5 separate regions of the Mus musculus genome follow, and regions 1, 2, 3 and 4 are each linked to region 5. The links are chromatin contacts, called in public HiChIP or PLAC-seq and promoter capture Hi-C maps. All regions are on one chromosome and are shown on one strand. The core of a region is the stretch at or near the end of the contact, and the rest is flanking DNA. Distances in the headings are between cores, read along the strand shown.

Region 1 (4,272 bases), core at 921-3,420, 810 kb after region 5:
TTCGGCCAGGTGGTGGTTGGCGCATGCCTTGAGTCCCAGCACTCAGGAGGCAGAGGCAGGTGGATCTCTGAGTTCGAGCCCTGCAGTTCCTGGTCTACAGAGCAAGTTCCAGGATAACCAGGATTGTTACACAGAGAAGCCCTGTCTTCGAGGGGAAAAAAATAAATAAGTTTCAGCCCACTAGCTTGTTTAAAGCCCTGCCTTACTTTGGGTCTTCATACATCACGTTGTAGGGAAATGACCCACCGGTGGGCTAAGAGCATGAACTACCTTGTCTAGCATTGGCCAAATTGTAAAAGCGAAAACACATACACAAACACACAAGTCAAATTGGTGGGAAGGCTATGAAGCTAGGCAGGATTCCAGCTTGGCAAGCTCTTCTCTCCTCCTCTTCTCCACCCTCTGCAGCAGGAGCCAGGGATTCCCACACCCGGATAGTCCAGGATCCTCAGGCTTTCCTCCTCCTGGGCCCTATGCCCCTAAAATGTCAGCCACAGCAGCCACTTGAAGTGTGGGCCCAACCCAGTCCAACTTGGCCAGAGTCACGTGATTTCCAAAGAAGATTCTGCACTAGCAGCTTCCCTGGGGGGATTGTGTATTTGTATGAATGTTGGGGTGCGGGGATACGGCGGGGGGGGGGGGGCTCCTAGTTCTGAAGTTTAGGCTTCTCAGAATACAGGACATACAGAGGGGCAAGAGATCCAGCCAGGCTAGACCCAGGACACTGACCACTGACTTTCTAGAGAAAGCTGCCTCCATCCTGGAAGGAAGGCCAGTTTGAGGACACAGAGTTATAAGGAAGGGGACCGACTATATTCTGGGATTCTCTTTAGACTAACCTCTCCCATCACATGGCTCAACTGTTCCCTCCTAGCACTTGTGGCCTTATACCCCGACCGTACAAGAAAAATCTCAAGGCACTCTCAGACACAGGTGTTCCCTGGCAAGCTCTGATACCTGTTAGAGAGGGTTGTGATTTGAATTTGAGTCCTCAAGTTTTCACTGGGGGGGGGGTGTCAAGCATTGCTCCCCCAACTCGAATCTGCAAACCACTCTTAACTTCACGGCCTACCTGGAACTGCTACACTCCCCCTCCCACGAAGACTGAGATAGCAGACCCAAGGGCCCAATTATCTGACACCCCCTAGGAGTGCTTTTTGTCCCTCAGGAGGGCCAACCTACCCTGGCAACAGACAGGAAAAGTTAAAGGGGGGTAAGATGGGCTCCAATCAACTCCTCCCCCAAACAGCATCCTAAGAAACAGCCCGAGGGGGGGAATGTCACAAAATATGTAAGAGGCAATAAACAGCAGGGAAGGGGGGGAAACCCAAATCAGCCAATCAGAACTCTACGATGACCTGAGGGGGGGGTCAAAAGTCCAAAGTCACTTCTGATTGGCTAACACCCTGGAATTCTGGGAATTTCAGTCCCCCCCCATCCCTCCCCAGTTAGCCTCCCCCCCCTCAAAAAAAAATTACAAGCCATCCTTAGCACCCCCTTCCCGTGCCGCTGGGCTGCTGCGTATTTATACAGATGAGAAAACCCGGCCCCGATCGAGGCCCCTCTAACTCTATACAGCCCCCGACCCCCACCATGCCTTCGATGCCCCCCACATACAAATCCTCTCCAAACCAGGGGTTAGGGGGCCGAAAGGGAGGGAGGGGCCAGGCGGCCTCGAGACCCACTCACCAGGACAGGCACAGCCCACTGACATCTTCACATCGCCCGCCGCTGGGGGCCCAGCCGAGTCACGATGCCCGCCCCTCGCAGGGACAGGCCGGGCATGAGCCGCTGCCGCCGCCCGCGGCCCCCGATGCCCGCGCCGCCGGCCCGGCCCGGCCTCTGCCCGGTGCGGGCCGCCCCTGCCTGCAGCGAGGGGCCTGTCAGGCGCGGAGCAGACAGGAAGGAAGCCAGGCAGGAAGGCGAGCTGCCTCTGCGTGTGTACGCGCGGGTGTGCGTCCCCGGAGTGTGTGTCCGTGTGTGCGCGTGTGCGTGTGCGTGTCTGTGCGCTCCCGCCGCCCTCCCCGCCGCCGCCCTCGCGCTCGCTCCCGTTCGTTCGCGCGTCCTCTCCCTCTCGCAAGCGCCGGCTCTCCGGCCAGAGTCGGGCTGGGCCGGGCTTTATTAATATGCTAATTGTCCTGGTAGTGGGAGGGGAGAGCCGTGTCAAAGTGACCCGGGCGAGCGCGGCGCGAGCGGCGACGTGCGTGCGCCGCGCGGCGAGGGGCAGGGAGCGCTCCCGGGAACGGCATGCGTGTGACGCAGCTCTTAAAAAACGAGACGGAGGCAGAGACCCCGGCGAGGGCGGGCGCCGGGGAGCGGGAGGAGGCGAAGCCTCACGCTCGGCGTCCGTCCTCCGGGTGCGCGGGGTTGGGAGCGTGGCTGAGCGGGAGCGGGGATTGGGGGAGGCGGAGCCTGGGTGGGTAGTGAGGTGTACCCTCTCTCCACCCCCGGGAGGGATGGGGCGCTGACCCCTGCCTGTGCTCTTTGCGGAGACCCTGTGTGGCGCGCTCCACCCGAAGCTGGGTGGGAAAAGGAGCACTCTCCTAATTCTCAGAGCAACCCCTAGACTCATCCCCTTTCTAAATTAACCAGACCATGCCTGCTAAACCAGTTGGGACTAGAGCTAAAAGGGTTAATTAAGAAGGGACCCCACCCTCCCCCGCCTAAGGGCCTGAGGTCCGCATTTTGCAAGGGGACACAAGGGCTGTGGTATGACCATTAGGCTGGGAAGGGGGGGAGCACTACCAAAGCCATCCTTTCCTCTTGCAGGCTCTGACGCACCAGTTAAGACACTTCCCTTCCCCCACTTTCTTCTTCCAGCCCTGGAGCCTTCTACCCACCCACCCCCATCCTCCGCCCCCTGGAAGCAGCTCCCTGTTTTGGAGGTGGAGAACAGGAAACCTACTCCTTCAGTGCCCCCTACCCATAGGGGCAGAGGCCGCGGGGAGGGTTGGGGGTGGGGCATCCTGGACAGTCAGTCTATCTTCCAAAGGGAGAACCCTCCCAACCTTCAGGCAGTCCTCAAGGACTCCTCAACCCAACCCATGGAAGGGAAGAACTCTTCCATCCCTTCTCCAAAGCCCAGCCCTAGCTGCCTCATAAACAGGAAATACCTATTAGCAGGGAGGAGGGGAGCTGCTAGAAGGAGTTCGGGGGGGGGGTGTCCCCCAAGCCTTAGCTTCTCTTAAGCTTCGTGGTGTATTCCCTGGGTAGATTCTGGGGGCTGGTATTCCCTGTCTAAGGTATCTGAACTAGACTGGTTACACTGGCTTCCCTCTTCCCTTTGTTGCTAAAATGGGGATTGTTTGAAAAAGGTGTTTGATTTCCCTACCCCGATTTAGGAGTTTGCACAGCTGGCTTGACTGTCCAGGGGAGAGTTACAAAGGTGGAGGTTAAGGTGCCATGAGACCACATATCCCAACCTTAGGGGTTTTTTTTGTTTTTTTTTGTTTTTGTTTTTTGGCTAAGGAGCAAGAGACCATGGTAGTAGAGTCTGATGATTGAAAGGAGGGCGTGCCTAGGAATGAGAATACCCCTCCCCCAGTGTTTAGAATATGGGGAGCTCCTCGGGATTACGCCGCCTGCCGTCGTCCCCGTCCCCACCAAGGGCATAGAAGGACTTGACAAAAAAAAAAAAAAAAAGACATCCACACACCAGCATTTCCTTGGCAGCATCCTCTGCCAGAGTCCATCTCCTTTCCACTTTCTTTCAGAGGTCAGCACTAGAGGGAGTGGAGAGGACCTAAGGACCTAAGGCAACAAATAGCCCCGAGTTCTGGATGCTCAGATTTGAATCCCTGCACAACCCCTCTTGAGCTGTATGACAGCCGACAGCCCCACCCTGAGCTTTACCGTCTGTAATTAGCTGGATGAGATATGAACCAGACAATGTGTACCCCGCATAGCCTCTCTCCCCATGTAGTACTACTGGTTAGACATTAGTACAAGTATGCCTTTTTTTTTTTTTGGTAAAGATTATTTCAAGGATGACAAGAGGGTGCTGAATGTGAGTTGATACAGAGGAAGGGGGATATCTTTCAGCCTTTTGACTCCTAATCTCTATCATCCATGAATGTGAATGTGCCTTCTCCCAGTCCTGGGACCACTTGCCCCTAAGGCCACTCATTCCAAACAACTAGCTAGACCAGATTCCAAGGTGATTCCGATCACCTACCTGGTGGACTGTGGGGATTTTCTCATACCCCACAGAGGTCTTCCTTCCTTTTGAATGAGAGATTCTTCTACGTTGGAGGTGTAGAAGGTGAAATACAA
Region 2 (4,580 bases), core at 1,133-3,632, 690 kb before region 5:
GTTAGGGAGCGGGGAGGAAACAGAACAGAAGAGAGATAGGAGCATCCTTTTCTCTAGAGGTAACCGCAAGGAAAGCATGAGGTGCCGCCCTCAGGCCCTAGTCCAAGGCTGTTACCAGGTACCCAACCTGACATAATCCTACAGCTGTCTCTCATGGTCATTAAGGAATTCTAGATACTGAGTTTTCCTTTGATGGCTGACTTCTAGTAGCTCCTGGTCTGTCGTGTCATCGTACCTGTGGCCAGATACACAGGGTACTGCCTGGCCGGGCTCCACGCTTGGACAGCTGGCTTCTCAAGTTCTTTCAACTTCATGGTTTCCGGGAAACATATATGACCTTTGGCCCACTAAAAATAGAAATAATAATTAAAAAAAAAATCTTAGGGCCAGTGATCCAGGGAGCGTCTGTGGACACAGAGATGGTCTCTCTTCTCTACAAGATGAAGTAGTCCAGCAAAAAACAGAATGAGAAAAACAAGCTCATCTGACAGTTCGCTTACCCAATGGCTAAAACTGATTATCTAAACTCCCAAGGTCTTTAATCAACATTGGTTACTACAGTTCTACCGACAATAACCATCAAACTAGGTAATTTCTCAGTGACGTTGCCTGATTCCCTTGGTTTTAAATATTGTATCTGTGCCAGGGAACCCTGTATTTATGTCATTGACACACATCTGTCCTCTGAGTACCAATTCCCAAGGGAAATGGATAATTAAATATTTCTAGCTATAATGTACATCTATGATCCAAGCATTCAAGAGGCTGAGGCATTAGAATCATAAGTTCAGGCAAGCCTGGCGTGGACTACATACAAAGTAAGAACTTATCTTAATATATTTAAAATTATAACATTCATAGATATGTGTGTGTGTTGCCTGCATGTATGTCTGTGTACCACACGGGTACCTAATGCCTTCAGAGGCCAGAAGAGAGTGTTGGAGCCCCTGGAACTGGAGCTACAGATGGCTGTGAGCTACAATGTGAGCGCCCCGGGAACCCAGCGGGTGCTCTTACCAACAGAGCCATCTTTTCAGACCCTTTCCTTTTGCGGGAGGGGGCGCATGGTCTCCCGTAGCCCAGACTGGCCTCAAACTTGCTAGGTAACTGAGAATGATCGTCCTGTCTCTACTTGGCAAGTGTGAAGCCCCCACACCGCATTCATTTTAACTCTGTGATTTCCACTTCTAATGTATACTCAAGGTCTCATCCTCACGGGCCAGCGAAAGGGCTGAAAGGTAAAGAAGGACACTTAGAACTATTTGTGACCTGCTTGAGCAACCCAGTCAGGTCAGCCTCACCTATAAAAGCAGGCGATAATAGTACTTAATCTCTATTGTACTTTCCAGCTTGAAAAAAGCTTGGGGCTGTCAGTTAAGCTTGTTTCTGGGAGCTTCTAAACTCCTGAAGCTCCGCTTTATCAGTGACCAGCGAACTACACTATTTCGTCACCAGTGCCACCTGCTGGTCAGAACCATCCTGTACAGAAGCGCAGCGACCAGCAACAGCGCATTTGCCAGGCACAACTAGAAATTTCTATAAATTGTTACTTTGTTTTACATAGAAAACAGCCGGCTAAGCCGCAATGTAAACCCCGTGCTTTTAACCATTATATTAATTTAAGCAAAGCTTTCATGACGTGCTTAAACCATTGACAGAAGGACGGGAGAAATGCTTTTTTTTTTTTTTTTTTTTTTTGGTTTTTTTCGAGACAGGGTTTCTCTTTATAGCCCTGGCTGTCCTGGAACTCACTTTGTAGACCAGGCTGGCCTCGAACTCAGAAATCCGTCTGCTTCTGCCTCCCGAGTGCTGGGATTAAAGGCGTGCGCCACCACGCCCGGCTGAGAAATGCTCTTTTCATCCACTTTGCTCTGAGGCATCATTTTATAAGAAAAACCCTCGTTAGGATCAGAACAGCCAGAGCAGTGGCGGGCTGATAGGGTCGGGGAACCACTATCAGGGAGGACGACCCTTGGCAGTCCAGTCCTTAGGGAGAAGGTCAACACGGCTTCTCGCCTGCTGACTGCCATACAAGGCGCTTGACGGTCAGTTACCACTGGCCAGGGCACCGCGACAGTGTGCAGGCTGAGGGCCCGGTCAAGTCAAGGCTTGGGGGGCAGTCGGAGGCGCGCGCAGCGCTGCTGGACCTCGGCGGGGTTGGGGACACTGTGTGGCAAGGGGAGCGGGACCGGGTCCAGCTGGGGGGATTCGTACTGGTGCTCCAGAGGCGTGGCAGCCCGGGTGTGGTCAAGGCGAGCTCCCCGGCGTCCTCCCGTGGGAGGAGCGGTGCTCCGGGACCCCAGACCCGCAGGGGAAACCCACCTGTTCCGAGCGCCCAGGTCAGGGGTCACAGGCGACCGCCTGGGCCGGTCCTGTCCCAACCAAGGGCGCACCGCGCTGCGGACGGCGGCTGCCGAGGGCCAAAAGTCAATTTGCCCTGGCCACAGCTGGCGACCCACTCCCTCTGCTCGCCTAGCTGAGCTCCTCAACACTAATCTGCACCGAGAGCGATAGCGCAGAGGTTTCCCAGCAGGGCCTGCCTCACTTGCCCTGGGATTGCACAGTTCTAGCCCCCACACCAGTACATGCTAGTCTATTCTATTTGAGTCAGGCTCCTGTGTATAGAAAGGGAAAACACTAATTCAATTTATTATGTAGTTATTAAAGTGAGGGAAGCCCATGAGCTCTCAGTGTGATCTATTTAGCTAAAAAGCAATCGAGGTTGTAAATAGTAGTGGTGCACACTGGAGCCTACTAGTAGAGGGTGTCCACAAACTGATTAACGGCTGTGTGTGGAAAAAGAGACAACTGTGAACCAGGCACTTCATGGAAGATTTCAGGCACATGACATGGGCATTACTCCTTGGAGCTGAAAGAACACTAGGTGATATTTCAGCAAAAAGGGGGGCCAAAGCAGCTAATGGGCATGCTGGCATTTCCCATACAGTAAGTCAAAGAGACTGATCAAGAACAAGTACTGATAGATAAATTGTGGAATACCAATTAATTCTGCGGTTAACAGGGAATTACTGAAAATTATTGGGTCAGAGGCACTAGTGGCAATTGTATTTTGTATCTGGCAGTATGGATCCCTTTGGAGAAAAAAGAGAGGAAGGCAGGGACCCAATTACAAGAGGAATAGAGCAGCCCAGGGACCGGTGAAGAAAGTCAGGATTAATACTGGTGACTGAAGGAGAGCTGCCCTGGCTCTCCTGACTGAGAAAGGAAAGGATTCAAGACAGCCGGGGCCCAAGAGCAAGGGAGACCCGGTGTCGCTGATAACAGAGTTAAAACCTTGAGGCAGAGGAAAAGAGAATGTGAAGATATCACAGATGCTTTTCAAGTTGAGATAACTGTGGAGGTAATTGTGGCAGGTGAAGATGCCCAAGTTGGTTCAAAAGTGCCACTTGATGCATGGTGAGTTCTACCCGGGTCACCTCTGAAACTGGGGTGCCCATTATCTGATGGGCAGTTCTGAAACCAGATAGACACCCATGTGTGGCACCATCTGTGCCAGGACCATTCTTGCTACAACTAAACATTTAACTTTTTTTTTTTTTTAAGTGTCCTATCACAGGTGAGCCGGTGATGGGGGTGGAGTTGGGGAGTGAACAAGGTCTGAGCCTTAGGAACTAGAGGTGTGGATTGGCTGAGAGTGCTTGCTTGCCCTAAGGCTTGAAACCCTGGTTTTATTTCCCAGCACTAGAGAAACCAGTAGTCGTGGTGGCTTCAGGGTGGAGGGTCAAAAGTTCAAGGTCATCTTCAGGTACCCAAGCTACCCAGCAAGTTCAAGGGCACCCAGGGCTACAGGAGATTCTCTCTCTTCCTCTCTCTCTCTCTCTCTCTCTCTCTCTCACACACACACACACACACACACACACACACACAGCTGAACCTTGGAAAGTACTCCCAAATTAGGGAATAAAGCAGAAGTACCAACCACACTGATGGAGCATCACAAAAGAAATCGCACTAAAGTCCTAAGGTTCAAGTCCCAGCACCCACATTGCAGCTTCTAACTGCCTAACTCCAGTCCCAGAATATCCAACATCATTTCCTGGTGGCACACAGCCATATACATTCATATAAATAAATAAATATTTAAGAATGAGATGATTAAAGAGTATATCTTTGTAAAAAAAACTTCTTAAAATGACATTTATTCTGTGTGCAAGTGTGGATGCACACACACTATATATAGCACATGTGCAAAGGTCAGAGGACACCTTGAAGTAATGGATTTTCTCCTCCAACCATGTAGGGCCTAAAGATTGATATCAGGTGTTCACCACATATCTTTACCAACTGAGCCATCTCAGCAGCCCGCAATAAATCTAAGAATTCTTCAAAAAGTAACGTTTTCAGTTCCACTCCCTAATTTTGCACTTTTTAACTGCCCAGATAATCCACTAATGGAGCCCATATCTAAGTTGAATGATGTGATGGTCTGAATAAGAATGGCTCCCAAAGGCTCGTATACCTGAATGCTTGGTCACCAGGGAGTGGGACTCTTTGAAAGGGTTAGAAGGTAAGGAAGCATGTTCGTGTTGGAGGATGTATGTCAATGGGGGTGGGGTTTA
Region 3 (4,471 bases), core at 1,680-4,179, 910 kb after region 5:
AAGAGCTTTCCTTCTATACGTGACTGATATGCTTCATTTAACCCACAGGCCCCCGAGTGGCAGGGGTGTCTATCCCTGCTTATATCTCCAAGAAGGCAGGAAATAGTCCCAGGTTGCACAGAACCAAGAGGTTTGAACCGAGTTCTGCTATTTTTCTGGTCTTCCACGCCACACTGCAGCTATGAGTGACTGACACGTACTGATTGCCAGAAGCCCTCTTAAGATCCAGTTCTACTCAACTGCCTCTATTGCTTCTCTGAAAAGGAGCTCTGGAAGTTAGCTGTCCACAGGACCCAAGCACAGTTTCCTAAGCTTGTAAGCCGCCCACTCCCAACCCCATCTCCAGTTTCAGGAGTTCAGCAAGTAAAGTCTTCTGCTCATGTAGGTCTTTTTGTGTTGTAGATTTTCATCCTGCTGCACCTAAACTTTCTGTCACTCTTCCCTGGCTGCATTCCTGGTTCCCCATGTCAACTATTCTCTGCCTCTGTCTCTCTGTCTCTGTCTGTCTCTCTGCCTCTGTCTCTGTTTTTCTCTCTGGAACCCAGGACCTTGGATATGTTGTGCAAATACTTTCTCACTAAGCTATACTCCCAGCTCCACTCTCTGACTTCTCTAGGCCTGTAACATCTTCCCTAAGAGCTGCTGGTCAGTTACACACTCGGCTACATGGTTTCATGCAAGAATGGCGGATTTTCTTTTTAGTTATCTTTGTTATGATGTTATCTATCTATCTATCTATCTATCTATCTATCTATCTATCTATCTATCTATCTATCATCTCTTTGGTGAAAGCAGAACTTTGAGTTTTCAAAGAACCAGCTGTAATGCCTTCTTTCTTTCTTCTCTAACATGGAGTCTTTCATTTCCTGGATAGTTTCAGTGATTTTTTTTTCTTTTTTTTCCCAAAGCAACGGGAGCATAAAACCCTGAGACCTGTATGATAATGAGATGGGAGCAGTTGAGGCATGGTTTTCTATTTATCAAGGAGAGCAAGGGACAAATAAAAGATGAGGAACAAGGTCTTAGCCAGTACCTAAGAAAACTTTAGGACTGAGGAATGGAAGTAGGCGTGTAAGAAATAAGAATTATATTTTACTCTTGGGTGGAGAATGAGAAAAGTAGCCTCCTCCTCTCCCACTCCCTTTCTTTCTTCCTTTCTCTCTCTCTCTCTCTCTCTCTCTCTCTCTCTCTCTTTCTTTCTTTCTTTCTTTCTTTCTTTCTTTCTTTCTTTCTTTCTTTAAAAGATAACTCATTGTTAAACAGTGCCTTGCGTTAGTCCTCCTGAAAACTCACCCCCTGGCTGAGTTGTCATGTTTGCGAGAATAGATTCAGAGTTCCCTTTGCTCTGTCCTCTTCTGCCTAACTGGGCTCTAGCTAGAGTTGGTGGTCAGGGAGTGTGGTCATTGTATTGGTCCAAAGGAATCAGCCTCAGCCAGAAAGAAAGCAAACTGAGACATTCTTCCTGGCCAGGCTGAGAGGCTAGTAAAGGCACCCCGTGGGACCACAGAGTCGGAATTTCAGCGGCCCCTTTCTCAAGACCATAGGCTTTGCTTTGTGAAAGGGTTAAAATTTTCTTGTCTGGAAGGTTCTTAGTTGGTCAAGGAGCCTTGAGTGGGCTAACAACCAGACTAGGAATTTGAGGGTATCCGGTCAGTTGTACTGGAATTAGGGTTAGAAAGAAAGAAAGAAGGCCTAACAGTTGACTTCGAGTTTGTGAGGGGACTGAGCCCCTCGGAGGCTTGTGAGTGGCCTGCGGCTGCTGCACCCTGTAGCTTAGTCTTCCCTTTGTAGGGCTTAGTCTTTCCTCAGTTTGGATTGGGGAAGTCTACTGATGCCCTGATCTCTTTGAGCTGGAGCGGGGGTTGTCTTGCAGAGGAACCCTGCCCCAAGGCCGTGCTGCACCCTTTACTCTCCCAGCTCCTTTCAGGCCCAAACGGGCAGGAGAGGCAAAATCAAGTTTGAAAACTGGGAGCTGGGATTTCAGGGGACCCACCGAGCCGACCCCATGGCACATAACGCAGCTGGGCAGGCGCTGCCGGATAGGTGGACATGCCAGTCGGCCAGGGACATTCCGTTCACCACTGCTGGACACATCGTCTGCTCCCCAGAGAGACCCACTTTGCCGCCCCAAGCGTTCTATCCGTTCCAAACCCCACGTGCCGCTGACATTCTGTCCGATTCCGAGGAGGCTCCAGATCTGGACCCTTCCAGATCCAAACGGCCCACGACAGACCTGCCAGTCGTGTCGCGTTGTGCTGGCAGCTTGGGCCCTGTAGCTCGCAGCGGCCATCTGACCCAGTAGCGACTCTCGCAACAGGGCTCCAATTCCAACTGCGGAGCAGCTGGGAAGGAAAGCATGAGCTACTACGCGCACCCCTACTTCCAGACGCTGGAGTCTGTCTAAGCCTGGGCCAAGTGGCGCTGCGAGCCGCCTGTTGCCCTTAGGCTGAGCGACCGCTGCCCTCTCCTCAGTTGGCTACCCTTATCACCTTCTGGCCCTTGCCGCTTGCCCCTAGATTTCAAGGTGCTCTCTGGTAAAGGTTTCCAGACTACCCACTCTGTGGTTCGTGCAGTTCTTCGGCTTCTCTCTGAGTCCCCTAAATCTCTTCTCAGTCCCCCACGTCCTTCCTCAGAGTTTCCCTTCTCCCATGTCCCAGCCCCGGGGCTACTATACGCCTTTTCCCTTTTGACCGATTCCCCAAACACCAGAGTTCAACCGCCCCAGGTTTCCTTTTAGGAGTCCCAGGACCAGCCTTGGTCCCTCGGTCCCCTGAGCCCCTATTCCCTGCATGGTCAAGTACTCACAGTGCGTCCCGCAGCAGGCAGACTCCGGGTGGTGGCTGTGGCGGCGGCGTTCTGGAGCGCAGGCAGGGGCCAGGGGCCAGGCACCCTGCGGGGTGGGGGCCGCCCCCCTGCTCTGGGGCGGCCGCTCCGCTGGGCTCTCCCAGGCTAGCGGAGGAGAGAGTGAGTCTCACAGTGCAGTGCCACCCCCCGCCGGCGCCCATTCACTTTATGGCAACCCAGGGCGCCCCCAGCCCGCCGCAGCATGCCGCGCGCCCCAGGCCCGCCCCTTTCCAGATGCGCCGCCCTTGCTCCTCCCTTTCCAGCTGTGAACCTTTAGGCCCCACCTTAGTGGGAGGGGTCCTGCCACCCGGCAGCCAAGAACTCCGCCCCTATGGCCAATCAGAAGCGTTTGCCATCCACTGAGCAACGCCCCCTCCCCACGTGGCCCGGACTGCGCTCCAGCTGGGACTCTCGGGTTCGGCAAAGCTAGCAAAAGTACGGTGGTCCGTGTCGCCCCTGAGTCCAGCCCGAACTGTGGCTAATTGAGGCCTTGGGCTCTCCCCGGAGTCACGAGAAGCAGTGCCGGGGGAGACGGCTGCAGGACCGTCAGGCGGGACAGAGAACCCGGCTGTCGGGTCTCAGCTCCCACACTTTGCTGCCGCTCGTTTCGCCGATTTTCTCCACTTGTCGCTGTCTGTCTTTCCACTCTTTTGTCTCTATTCCAGTCCTCGTGCGCCTTCCTTTTTTCTTCTGACCACCGCTTTGCTCCCTACTCTATCACTTCGAAAGGCTTTCTTTTTTAAAGACCACCCCTCCTTTCCATCCTATCTTTCTCTCCTTAGCTATCTCTATTTTTTTTTTTCTCCCCTAAAGAAGATAACTTGGAGAAAGCAGGATTTGGAACGAGAGAAATCAAAGTGGTATACAGCAGCATCTTCCCTCACTCACTGACCTTGGACAAGTAACAACGATGCCTCCCTGGCTTCCAGTGGCTGTCTGGCCTTGTGTGCTTCAAAGGTGTGAGCACTCGGCCTCTCACGCTGCAGTTATCAATTTGCCTGGGCTGTGCTTTCCTGGCCTCAGCCGTGTCGTGTTTCCCACGACAACAGATTTGGTCCTGTGGGTAAGGGTAGCGTTGGCGTTTTTGGATTAAGTGTTTGCAAGGGACAGGACAGGTGTCCAAGGAGTATGACAGGCGGGTTACTTAGTGCCCCTGAGAGTCCTTAAGCCCCGTGCAGTATGCTCCAAAGATGAATCTAAGCATACGTATCAATTTTTAAAGCACGATAGTTCTCTTTACTGCCTTCAGGAGAAAGTCAAAGTTTCCTAATGTGGCATATTTGATCTTCAGGACCTGAACTTCCAATCCCCCCTTCAATAGAGTCTTGCTCTGTAGCTCTCTGGTTTTGGCTGGCCCTAAACGTTCAACTATTATCCTACCTCTGTGCATTGTACTGAGTGCCCTGATTTGTCTTCATCTTCAGTTTTGTTCATCCTGAACGACCTCTAATTTTTCCTGACCAAAAACAAAAAACAAAAAAAACAACAACAACAACAAAAAACAACAACAACAACAACAAAAACAGTCGTTATATTGCTGATCCTAATTTCTGAGTTCCACTTAGGTTCTGTTTTATCTGAGAAGCCTTGCCTGAACTTCCAGGCTGGCCAAAGGTGTAGCTTCTTG
Region 4 (4,610 bases), core at 1,817-4,316, 580 kb after region 5:
ATGCCTGTCTTTAGAGTTCCCTTTCTTAAAAAAAAAAAACTCAACCATCACTTGCTGGCTCCCAGCCAACTACAACAAGTAGAAGCCCCCTCATTTAACAATCTTTGTGTAGGGCTGGAGAGATGGCTCAGCAGTTAAGAGCACCGACTGCTCTTCCAAAGGTCCTGAGTTCAAATCCCGGCTCGCAACCATCCGTAACAATCTCTGTGTAAACCCCTTTCTGGGACTTATTGCTATGTAAATCCTTCTAGCACCTACAAACACTTCAAAATCCTGGGAAAGGCCATAGAAGATGTATGCTCCCATTTCTTCCACTGTGTGTGCGCGAAGGGTAGGGGAACACGCCTATATTAAGAGAAGAGAGCTACCATTAAACACCACACCTTGTCTACTCGAACCCACTGGCAACAGTGCCCACGAGGAATTAGTTTCATACACAGGGCTCTTTGGCCACACGGGGGCGCTCCATCCCCAGGAACGATACTTTAATTGCCAAAGGAACAAGACTCCAGGGATCCTGGACCCAGGCCCTGGGGCATGGCCAGTCAGGACCCAACTCGCAATTTCAGCTTGGACAGTTCTTTTTAGGCCTCTCTTTAGATGGGGTTGCTGCTGAGCGCTGATTCAGCCTTTCCCCGCTGTGCAGCACTGCCAAACAGCCCCCCTCCCCCCCCCCCAGGCAGGTAAGAATACGAAGAATTGGGGGTTACGGGGTGGGCACATCCTACCCTACCCCTACTAAGAAAGTCTTTCCCAATTGCTTTGAGCTTGGTTGGGATAAGACTGCGATGGTTGGGGTGTATCCAAGTTGCTCCGAATAATAACTTTAAGACCACTTTGCTGCCAGCATAATGAACCAAGTTGATAGGGATACAGCCTCTTCCTCTATCCCAAATGCAACTGAGGAATCCAACTTGCATAGGGAAGGAAGGGGGGGGGGGGCGCGGCGGGAGCACGCTTCAGCACCGTGGACAACGACTCCTCCTTAGGGCTCCAATCAGAGGACTCCAGTCACAAGACAAGCCTCTCTTTACAAAGGAGAGGTCTCCATAGTGCTCTCCAGTCACGTGCAGAGCCATCTACAGCAAGGATGGTGAAGACTGGAGAAGTTAAGGTTTGGGTCCAGCCTAGGCTACATAGTAAGGCCAGGACTATGCAGCAAAACACTCGCTCACGATAAATAAATCGAGTAGCCCAGCGAGGAGAATATTTCACTAAAGGGGAGAATGGTGTAGGAAGTAAACTAACTAATCGCATGTTAATGGGGGCTCTTGGACCCTTACTGCTTTCAAGGATCCTGAATTGATGGCGGGCACAGAGCAGAATGGGGTCACACATTCACACACCGCTGGTGTCCTGACATTGCAACTAGGGTCATCCCAAAGTCAGTAGCTGAGACTTATTCTCAGAGCACTAGATCCTGGTCCCCTTCACTGCTTCCCAGGTTCTGCCCTGACTCTGTTGAGAAGGGCAAGGATTATGGTCTTCCCCACTTGCCCATCGCTGTTTCTGTCTTTGGACAGACAGCCCCCCTCCTACTCTTCGTTGGAGTTCTTAGGAGTTCTACACAACGAGACACAAATATGGAAATATACAAAGGTGACAAAGTCATTTACATAAACAGAATTTACCTACCAAGCTTAGTACTCTACACACACATATAGACCCTCCCAAGGTGGGCCACAAAGTGACGGGTGTGGGAGGGGTTGGGGGGAGGGGAGCCTTCCCACACTTCATAGGCCCATAGTTTCTGTCTTTATTCTGAAGGAAAGCAAGAGGTTTAGATGAAGTTCTAATAGGGTTGCTGGTAATTAAAGAAGCTTTGCATGCTCAGAATGACCTGAGTAATTACCCTCCGGGGTAGAAACTAACCCAGGACTAACCAAAGACTCTCTACAGGGGCCAAGGGCTAGAACCCCAGGGTGGTGGGTCTCTCTTTGGGTCCTTGAGCTTTTTGCAGGAAATAGAGGGAGCAAATGGGGGGCACTAAAGAAAGACCCTTGCTAACACCCGGAAGACAGAGAGGCAAAGAGGACAGAAATGCCATTAACAGTCACAGGGGCCCCCACTGCAGGCATCATGCTTGAGAGTGGACAGCACCAAATGCTGAAACAACCCACAGCCCCACAATCACAAACACTTTTAATGAATACTCATGCCAGAAGTCTTCTTAAGGGACAGAACACCACCAAGTGACACCACTCTGGTTGTCACACGCCATTTCACACAGAATCATTCAAAGCACACAGTTGAACATGTAACAGACATATGGTTAGAACAAACTTCACTAGTGCAGCCGGGGTCCTACACAACCACACTCAAACATCTGGCAAGCCCATAAAATCGCACTGCCTCATGCAAACACACTCACCCCGGCTGTCACCAACGCTCAAGGCACACGGCAAACAGCTGTGGGAGGTGCACATACATACACAGACACACAGGAACGACAGGTGCTCCCGCACGTAACACCTCCCACTCCAGACACACTCCTAGCCCTGTGTCACACACGCCTACACCTGCTGCCTCTCTACACCTGCCCCACCTGTTCTTCCTCAGCCCCCTAGGGACCCAAAGCTTTAAATCCTAGGGTCTTGTTCCCTAGACCAGCCTGCAAGGTGCACAGGAATGGGGCAGAGTGTGCATAAGGGCCAAGCCAGGGGGCAGAGAGATGGAAGGGTCTAGGGGGATGGAGTCTGCTCACCCTCCCAGGACCCCTGAGCCACCTACTCACCCGTAAGCTGGTCATAGGAGCCGTCCAAATCTCGGGATTCGGACAAACTCTCCTTTCGGCCTTGGCCCCGCATGGCCCCCGGCGCCCCGCTCCCGCCTGGGCCGTGGGAGGGGGCGCCGGGTGGCCAGGATAGGGCGCTCACACAGTGCCCCCTGGCGGCGCAGCGACCTGCTGGGGCTGGGGGCCGGGAGTAGGGGCTGGCAAGGCTTTTCTCTGGGGAGCGCTGGATTTTAGGGCCCACCTCAGAGTCCCGGGGCAGGAGCAGGATCCTTGGGCAGCAAGTGAGAGCGGAGCAGAAGGCAGCGTGGAGCTGAGAGCCGAGCCTGAGCCCAGCCGCCTCTCCTCCGCCCCCTCCCCGCGGCTGTCACTGCCGCCTCCCCCCTTAGGCGCTGCCGGGATTGGCTCCCCCTACCCCCGCCCCCCACCCTCTGCAGCTCGGAGGAGGCACCGGGTGAAGGGGTGAACTGGAAAGTGCCGGAAGGGAGAATAGCTCTCCATCTACACCACCCACAATTGCGGGGCTTCGAGAAGAGGGGGCCAGAAAAGCCCCGCTGTGAAGAAACCCCGCCTCCAATTCTCAGGCACCTCTTTCCCTCCGCCCCCCAGTCAGCCAGTCCTGCACAGCTGGGCCAGAGCCTGGGGTATGTCTGAGTCCCTGGTTCCCTCTGCTCCTCATCTCAGCCTTATATTCTCGGTTGTTCCTCCTGCCGAGAGTTGCGTGTTCCTAATCAGCAGCCACCCTTCTCTAGCGGAATGAGGATGCAGAGCCAACCAACCCAGCCTCTGGACACGGGCTCACAGGTGGCACTGGGTACATTTGTCTATCTCAAGTTCCGGAGGGGGCCTCACTTTCTGAATGCCCTCTTCCCAGATCTGATGACTCTTCCTACCCACCCCCCTCCCCAGGCAACTGGGAAGGCAAAAGAAAGAAGTCAACTTTTTTTTTGCCCCTTTCTCTCCCCCCACCTGCTGTTCTAGACTTTGTTTTCCCGGCAGATTTAGGGAGCTTCTGAAAGGTTTGGGGATCCGAGTGTGATACAGAAGCGAGACGAGATGTCTCCCTCATTTTCTGAAGTGAGGAACAGCCCTGCACAGCCCGGCACACAGCTCCCTCTCTCTCCACCTCTTGTCTCCAGGAATGGCCTGTTAAGACCAAAGGTCTCAGCTAAAGTACCTCAACACATTGAGTCTTTTCAGTCAGATTTACTTTCCAAATACTTGAGTCAGTGAACTGTGGCGGGTGTTCCTGTATGAGGCTGGGACAGGCAGCTGCCTTAAGGAGGCCTGTCTCTGGAAGGAACGCTCCCAGAAACCTCCACAGAGCTGTCAGAGGCACCAGCCAAGCTGATTTGTAGACTCCAGGCTAAACGTCTTAGGTGTACAGGAAGGAACCCGGCAAGGGTGGGCTTCTAGTCAGGAAAAAAGGAGAGCTTTGCTTAGGGCTGCTTGTCCTAGACGGAACCGGAGGGACCTGCTCATAACATTACTCCCTTCTTTCACCCAAAGGCAAGGGAAACCACAGTTCTCTGAACTCAGCTGGCCTCTATCAAGGCCAAGAGGTCCTTTTATGACACAGGACCAATACCTGCATCAAAGAGATGACGAGGGGAAAAGACACTAACGAGACACTAAAGACACACAAATCAACTTTTAATAGCTTTGATTTGCCACCAGCTCCAGCTCCAGCTGCTCTGGGGTTTATCACCATGGGAAACACTAAAGCCTCAGGTCAAGTTATCCATCCGGGGACCCGTGATTAGAGATGACCCACCCTACAATGGCTTAAGATTCTACATCTATGCATGTCAGTGTGCCAACAGGTTCTCGAGAACGATCACACCTCTGCTCAGTCAGGGCTGGCTTCCAGGGAGGGCAA
Region 5 (4,199 bases), core at 1,386-3,885:
CGCCGTTTCTTGGGCGTCTGCCTCTGCCCAAAGATGGTCATCCCATCGCGGCCTGGAAAGAAATGACAGTGTATGCTCGCGACGAGAGAGTCAAGACCCCACCCAGACTCTCTCCCATAACTCTCCAACCGACTCAGGCCCGGGGTCCCGCTCTTGTTTCTTCTCCAATTCGATTCCACTCTCTAAACCTGAGCAAACTGGGCCATGGGACACCTCCTGTCTCTGGTCTCCTGAAAGTCCTAGGAAAAAAATGTTTTAATTTCTGCTCCCTAACAGTTGGTCTGAAAGAGCTAAAGTCTCACAGAGTGCAAGGAAACCACACAGAGACTCCCTAAATGTGTTGTGAACACCGATTCTCCACCCCTTTCCAATGGCCGGACTCCACCCTACCCAGGAGTTGTCAGGGGAAAAAAAATTTCGCCCTCTTCCCAGTCCAGGAGTAAGTCTAGGAGAGTCCAAGCGGACGGGAAGCCTAGGTAGCCGGCCAGACTCCGGGAAGAGCTTGGGTTCTCACACCTCTCTCAGATCACCTCAGAGGTCCCTAGGAACTAGGCTCCTGCGCCCCTGTCCCCAGTCTCAGCTGCAGAAGCCAGGACTGGAGGGGCCTGGCAGCCGGCGTGGGCAGAGGCAGGGGGTACGAAGGGCAGGACACTGCGTGTGGGCGACTGGGCGCAGGGGAATCTAGACTTGTGCCTACCTTCGGCTGCCTGCAGGACGCTGACCTCCAGCCCCTTAAAGGTCTTGCTGGCGAGCTCCTCCAAGGCGCAGAGAGGCGAGGTCTGCGAGAGCAGAGCGCGGCCCGCCAGGGGCAAGCCGCCCGGCGCGTGCTTGTCCGCGGCCGCCAGCAGGTGCGCCGCCCCACACAGCGAGTAACTTCTCCGCACGGACGGCTTGTTGAGGATGTCCTCGATGCTGAACGGCGTCAGCGGCTTGTTGGAGTTGGCGGGCGGCGGCAGGTGGTCCAGAGGGCTGCGTCGCCGCTCCTCCCCTGGCGCCGCCTTGCCGTCCTCCTTGGAAGTCATCTCGGCCTCGTTTGGGGGCCCGGCCGGGGCGGCTCGGGCCGGGGGGACCCAGCCCGCGGGCAGCTCGGACGCTGGACGGTGCGAGAGGAAGGCGAGAGGCGGGCAGGAGGCCGCGCCGGGCAGGGCGCGGATGGGCAAGCGGCCGATTAGCGCGGCGACCCGGGCGAGCGGAGTGGCGCGGGGCCCCGGGAGGAAAGCGCTGACGCGGGCGCCGCCACTGCCACCGCCGCCGCCGCCGCCACCGCCGGGGTTTCCAGCAAGCCCGGGCCGGAGCCGGGAAGCGCCGCGCCGGGCTCCAGTTTCGCCAGCCCCGGTGCTATTTAAAGGTGTCAGGTGGCTCCGCCGCGGCGGCTCCTGGCCCGGGGTCCTGGCGGCGGCAGTTGGAAGAACCGAGGCGAGGGCGCCGATCCCGGACTGCGAGGGGAGGCGGAGAGACGGGGCAATTGACTATTGCTAACAAGTTAGCCTTGATCGAGGAGTAATCAATTATCTGCAGCTGAACTTCTCTTTCTTCGCTCTCCCTTCTTTCTCCTCTCCCTTCTTTCTCTCTGTTCTCTCTCCTCCCTGTCCTCTCTCTCTCTCTCCCTCCCTCCCTCCCTCTCTTCACTCCACTCTGCTCCCCCCGTCCCTCTCCTTCTCTACCTCTCCCTCGCCCTCTCTTTCACTCTCTGTCTGTCCAATGCAGGCGGCTCTAAGTTGGGAAGCTCATTAATTAGCGGGCCGGGGTAGGAGGAGCCGGCTGGAATTAGCCTGCCTAATGCGCCTGTCAGTCCCGGCTCTACGCCGTGCTCGGCCCGAGATGTTTGTAAATTACATTAGAGGTGCCTTTATTGCTCCCGAACCTGGGGTGACTAAAAAGCCACCGCCCCCCACCCCCCACCCCAAACTGAGAGCAGTGCTCTGGGCACACCCGTCTCCCGCCGGCCTGGCCGAGATGGCAGCACCAGCCCGGAGATCTCAGGCTCTGCAAGCCGCAGTTGGGAAGCTTGAGAAGGGTACCAGGATCCCCAGCCGCGGAGTGACGCGGTCGCCGCGCGGGCCAGGTAAGAACTGGAGCCCAGGCGGGTCCTGCTGCTACCCAGTGTGGACTTTGATGATCCCAGATCAAGAAGCCAGCGTCCCTATTCTTACACACTCTTGTCTCTCCCCCCCACCCCCCAACCCCAGCCCTGGGCCGTGAGCCCGAGAAAAGGAGAAGCTGAAGGCTCCGGGGGCTGGCCCCTAGGAGGTCAGAGCGGGCTGCACAGCCTTGGGTGGGCGACACGGGACAGAGGTGGGGATCCTAAGGGCTGGGGGAGGGGAACAATTGGAGGGCTCAGCCTTCCCCACCCGAAGAGGCGGAGGGAGGAGTTGGCTGTTCTGCACGCCTCTCCCCTGATCTGAGCCTGAGGCGGGCGCCCTACCTCCTTCTGCAATCTTGCACACTCTTTCCTCCCGCCGTGGCTCTCGGGGCAAGCTAGGGCCACCACATGTCTGATGACGGACGTCTGACGGAAACTCGGCCGGGTGTCGGGGTTACCCGGGCGGGTTCCGGGCTTCCCCGCTGCTCTCTGCCCCGGCCAGGGCCGGGGCCCCGCTGCCCGCCCCGCCCAGCCGGGCACAGGGCTTGAGTGTACAGCACGGCCCGACTCCAGCTGTTCCGGATGCGGGGTGGGGGCCGGGAAGGGGCCGGGCCAGGGCTGGGGCTGTGCTCTCAGAAACTCGCAGCGAGGCCGGAGAATCTGGTTGTGGATCCCAGGGCCTGGAATCTCTGAATATTAGGCGAGCATTTTGTGTGCATCGTTATTTGAAAATGTTTGGTTTTCTTTTCTTTCTTTCTTTCTTTCTTTCTTTCTTTCTTTCTTTCTTTCTTTCTTTTTTTTTAACGTGTGTTTTGGCGTGTGGTACTCCGTGTGTCTTTTTTTTAACCGTTTATGGATCTCTGGGCATTTAGGCGGGTTTGAGTCTCAGCTATGCCTTTCTTTTCCCTTAAAACGCGACAGTGGGGCTGTGCTCTGGGGCCCTCTTCTCTCTTGCTACTCCATCTGGTTTATGTTGGGCCCGGATTTTCCACTTCTTCTCTTGGAAAAAGGAGGAAAGTAAGAGGGTGTAGGAACCAGACGGAAGAATACTTCTCCCTTCACTAGCTGCACACATCAGACTTGCTTTGTTTGTAAACTCCTGGATGGTCTGTGTACTCCAGAAGCACAACTTGGGTCAGAGAAAGGTTTCAAGAGCAGCTGGAGAATTTGTGGACCAGGGTAGGGAGTGGGACAGAAAGAATGGGATCCTCCCTATAGGCAGAGAGGGAGGGGGGGGGGGACTTAGCTGGGCTGGGGACTGGAACAGGCTTCTTCGGTGCAGGGGCCTGATATTTATTTAATCATTTGGATTCATGGCATTGTAGCCTTGAGGAGTAGAGAAAAGGATTTGTACCTGGAGTTCCCAGTGTGATGGGGGAACTGGCCTGCTTGGGAATGCTAGAAGCCATCTTTCTACTTCCTTCCCAGACTTCACCCTGCATCTTCGGGAGGTGGGGAGAAGGTAGGGGGTGCTCTGAGGCAGAAATGCTGATAGTAGAGGCTGGAGTTTCCTGAGTGCCACAGATCCATCCCAGGTCCTGATGCAGCAGCATCTCCTGCCTCCCACCTCCCAATCTCTCTGTCATCCCTGATGCCCTGGAAGCCCCAGGAGGTGCTAAGCCTTGTAACAGGAAGGTCTAGGGACTGGTGGAAGGAACAAGAGGGAGAAAGGGCCAGGGAAGCCTTGAAGGAGGGCACAGGGTACATCTGCTCTCTCCCTACTTCCTGCCTTCAGGATCCTGCCCTTCCCTGTTATAACACCAGGCCCTTGATGAAGACTACACCTTAAAGTTAAGCCCAGCGTTGTGGCTCACCTCCCAGTTTCTGAAGACAGGGAGAGTTGAGGATTTCTGAGAAACTGCCGAGAGGGGTGGAATGTGAACTGGGGAGCAGAAAGACCCATGCTCTCTGAGATCTTTGTTCATATCTTGTCAATTTCATTGACGTTCTACAGTCATTTGCTGTTTTACCTCCATGCACCTCCCCTTCCTGCCTTGCCCTATCCTGTGGTTTTGCTTCTTTGGCCTAATTGGTTAGCCCCTCAGCCAGGAGCTCAGCATGCAAGGAGCTGTGGTGCCACCTGGCATTTTGATGTTTCTGTTCATTTTGCCCAGAT

Evidence for each region. Promoter capture Hi-C pulls out the DNA fragments that hold promoters and counts their contacts. HiChIP or PLAC-seq counts read pairs in DNA pulled down with a chosen protein or histone mark.
Region 1: a contact with region 5 is called in a promoter capture Hi-C map of embryonic stem cells, with 4 times the contacts expected there. The contact joins the promoter of Ldb1 here to the promoter of Lbx1 in region 5. A contact is called at or near these places in 3 of 39 promoter capture datasets (embryonic stem cells, hippocampal neurons and pre-B cells), 5 of 484 Hi-C or Micro-C datasets (embryonic stem cells and myocytes) and 10 of 115 datasets of contacts at active chromatin or transcription factors (astrocytes, embryonic hindbrain, embryonic limb bud and 5 more).
Region 2: a contact with region 5 is called in an H3K4me3 HiChIP or PLAC-seq map of bone marrow-derived macrophages, with 3 times the contacts expected there. The contact joins the promoter of Sec31b here to the promoter of Lbx1 in region 5. A contact is called at or near these places in 3 of 39 promoter capture datasets (hippocampal neurons, liver and stem cell-derived epiblast-like cells) and 1 of 115 datasets of contacts at active chromatin or transcription factors (bone marrow-derived macrophages).
Region 3: an H3K4me3 HiChIP or PLAC-seq map of embryonic stem cells shows a contact between it and region 5, with 9 times the contacts expected there. The contact joins the promoter of Pitx3 here to the promoter of Lbx1 in region 5. A contact is called at or near these places in 1 of 39 promoter capture datasets (pre-B cells), 5 of 484 Hi-C or Micro-C datasets (the N1E-115 cell line and embryonic stem cells), 1 of 115 datasets of contacts at active chromatin or transcription factors (embryonic stem cells) and 1 of 9 other capture datasets (embryonic stem cells).
Region 4: a contact with region 5 is called in an H3K4me3 HiChIP or PLAC-seq map of embryonic forebrain, with 4 times the contacts expected there. The contact joins the promoter of Kcnip2 here to the promoter of Lbx1 in region 5. A contact is called at or near these places in 7 of 39 promoter capture datasets (the 3T3-L1 cell line, the SN4741 cell line, embryonic stem cells and 3 more), 3 of 15 datasets of contacts at CTCF or cohesin (embryonic stem cells, large pre-B cells and pro-B cells), 16 of 484 Hi-C or Micro-C datasets (B cells, the C10 cell line, the G1E-ER4 cell line and 4 more), 4 of 115 datasets of contacts at active chromatin or transcription factors (embryonic forebrain, embryonic hindbrain, embryonic stem cells and 1 more) and 3 of 9 other capture datasets (adipose tissue, embryonic stem cells and embryonic tail).

Annotation. Positions count from the first base shown.
Region 1 is chr19:46,043,141-46,047,412 of GRCm38.p6, forward strand. Ldb1 (LIM domain binding 1) reads right to left here and starts at 2,171. Exons shown (of 11, transcript NM_001113408.2): 1 at 1,690-2,171. The coding sequence starts at 1,714.
Region 2 is chr19:44,543,466-44,548,045 of GRCm38.p6, forward strand. Sec31b (Sec31 homolog B (S. cerevisiae)) reads right to left here and starts at 2,383. Exons shown (of 26, transcript NM_001033343.1): 1 at 2,323-2,383; 2 at 236-347. The coding sequence starts at 314.
Region 3 is chr19:46,145,396-46,149,866 of GRCm38.p6, forward strand. Pitx3 (paired-like homeodomain transcription factor 3) reads right to left here and starts at 2,930. Exons shown (of 4, transcript NM_008852.4): 1 at 2,806-2,930.
Region 4 is chr19:45,812,997-45,817,606 of GRCm38.p6, forward strand. Kcnip2 (Kv channel-interacting protein 2) reads right to left here and starts at 3,067. Exons shown (of 10, transcript NM_145703.2): 1 at 2,735-3,067. The coding sequence starts at 2,807. It also overlaps a transcript of Armh3 not described here.
Region 5 is chr19:45,234,206-45,238,404 of GRCm38.p6, forward strand. It overlaps Lbx1 (ladybird homeobox 1), which reads right to left and starts at 2,636. Exons shown (of 3, transcript NM_010691.6): 1 at 2,426-2,636; 2 at 698-1,436; 3 at 1-52. The coding sequence starts at 1,022.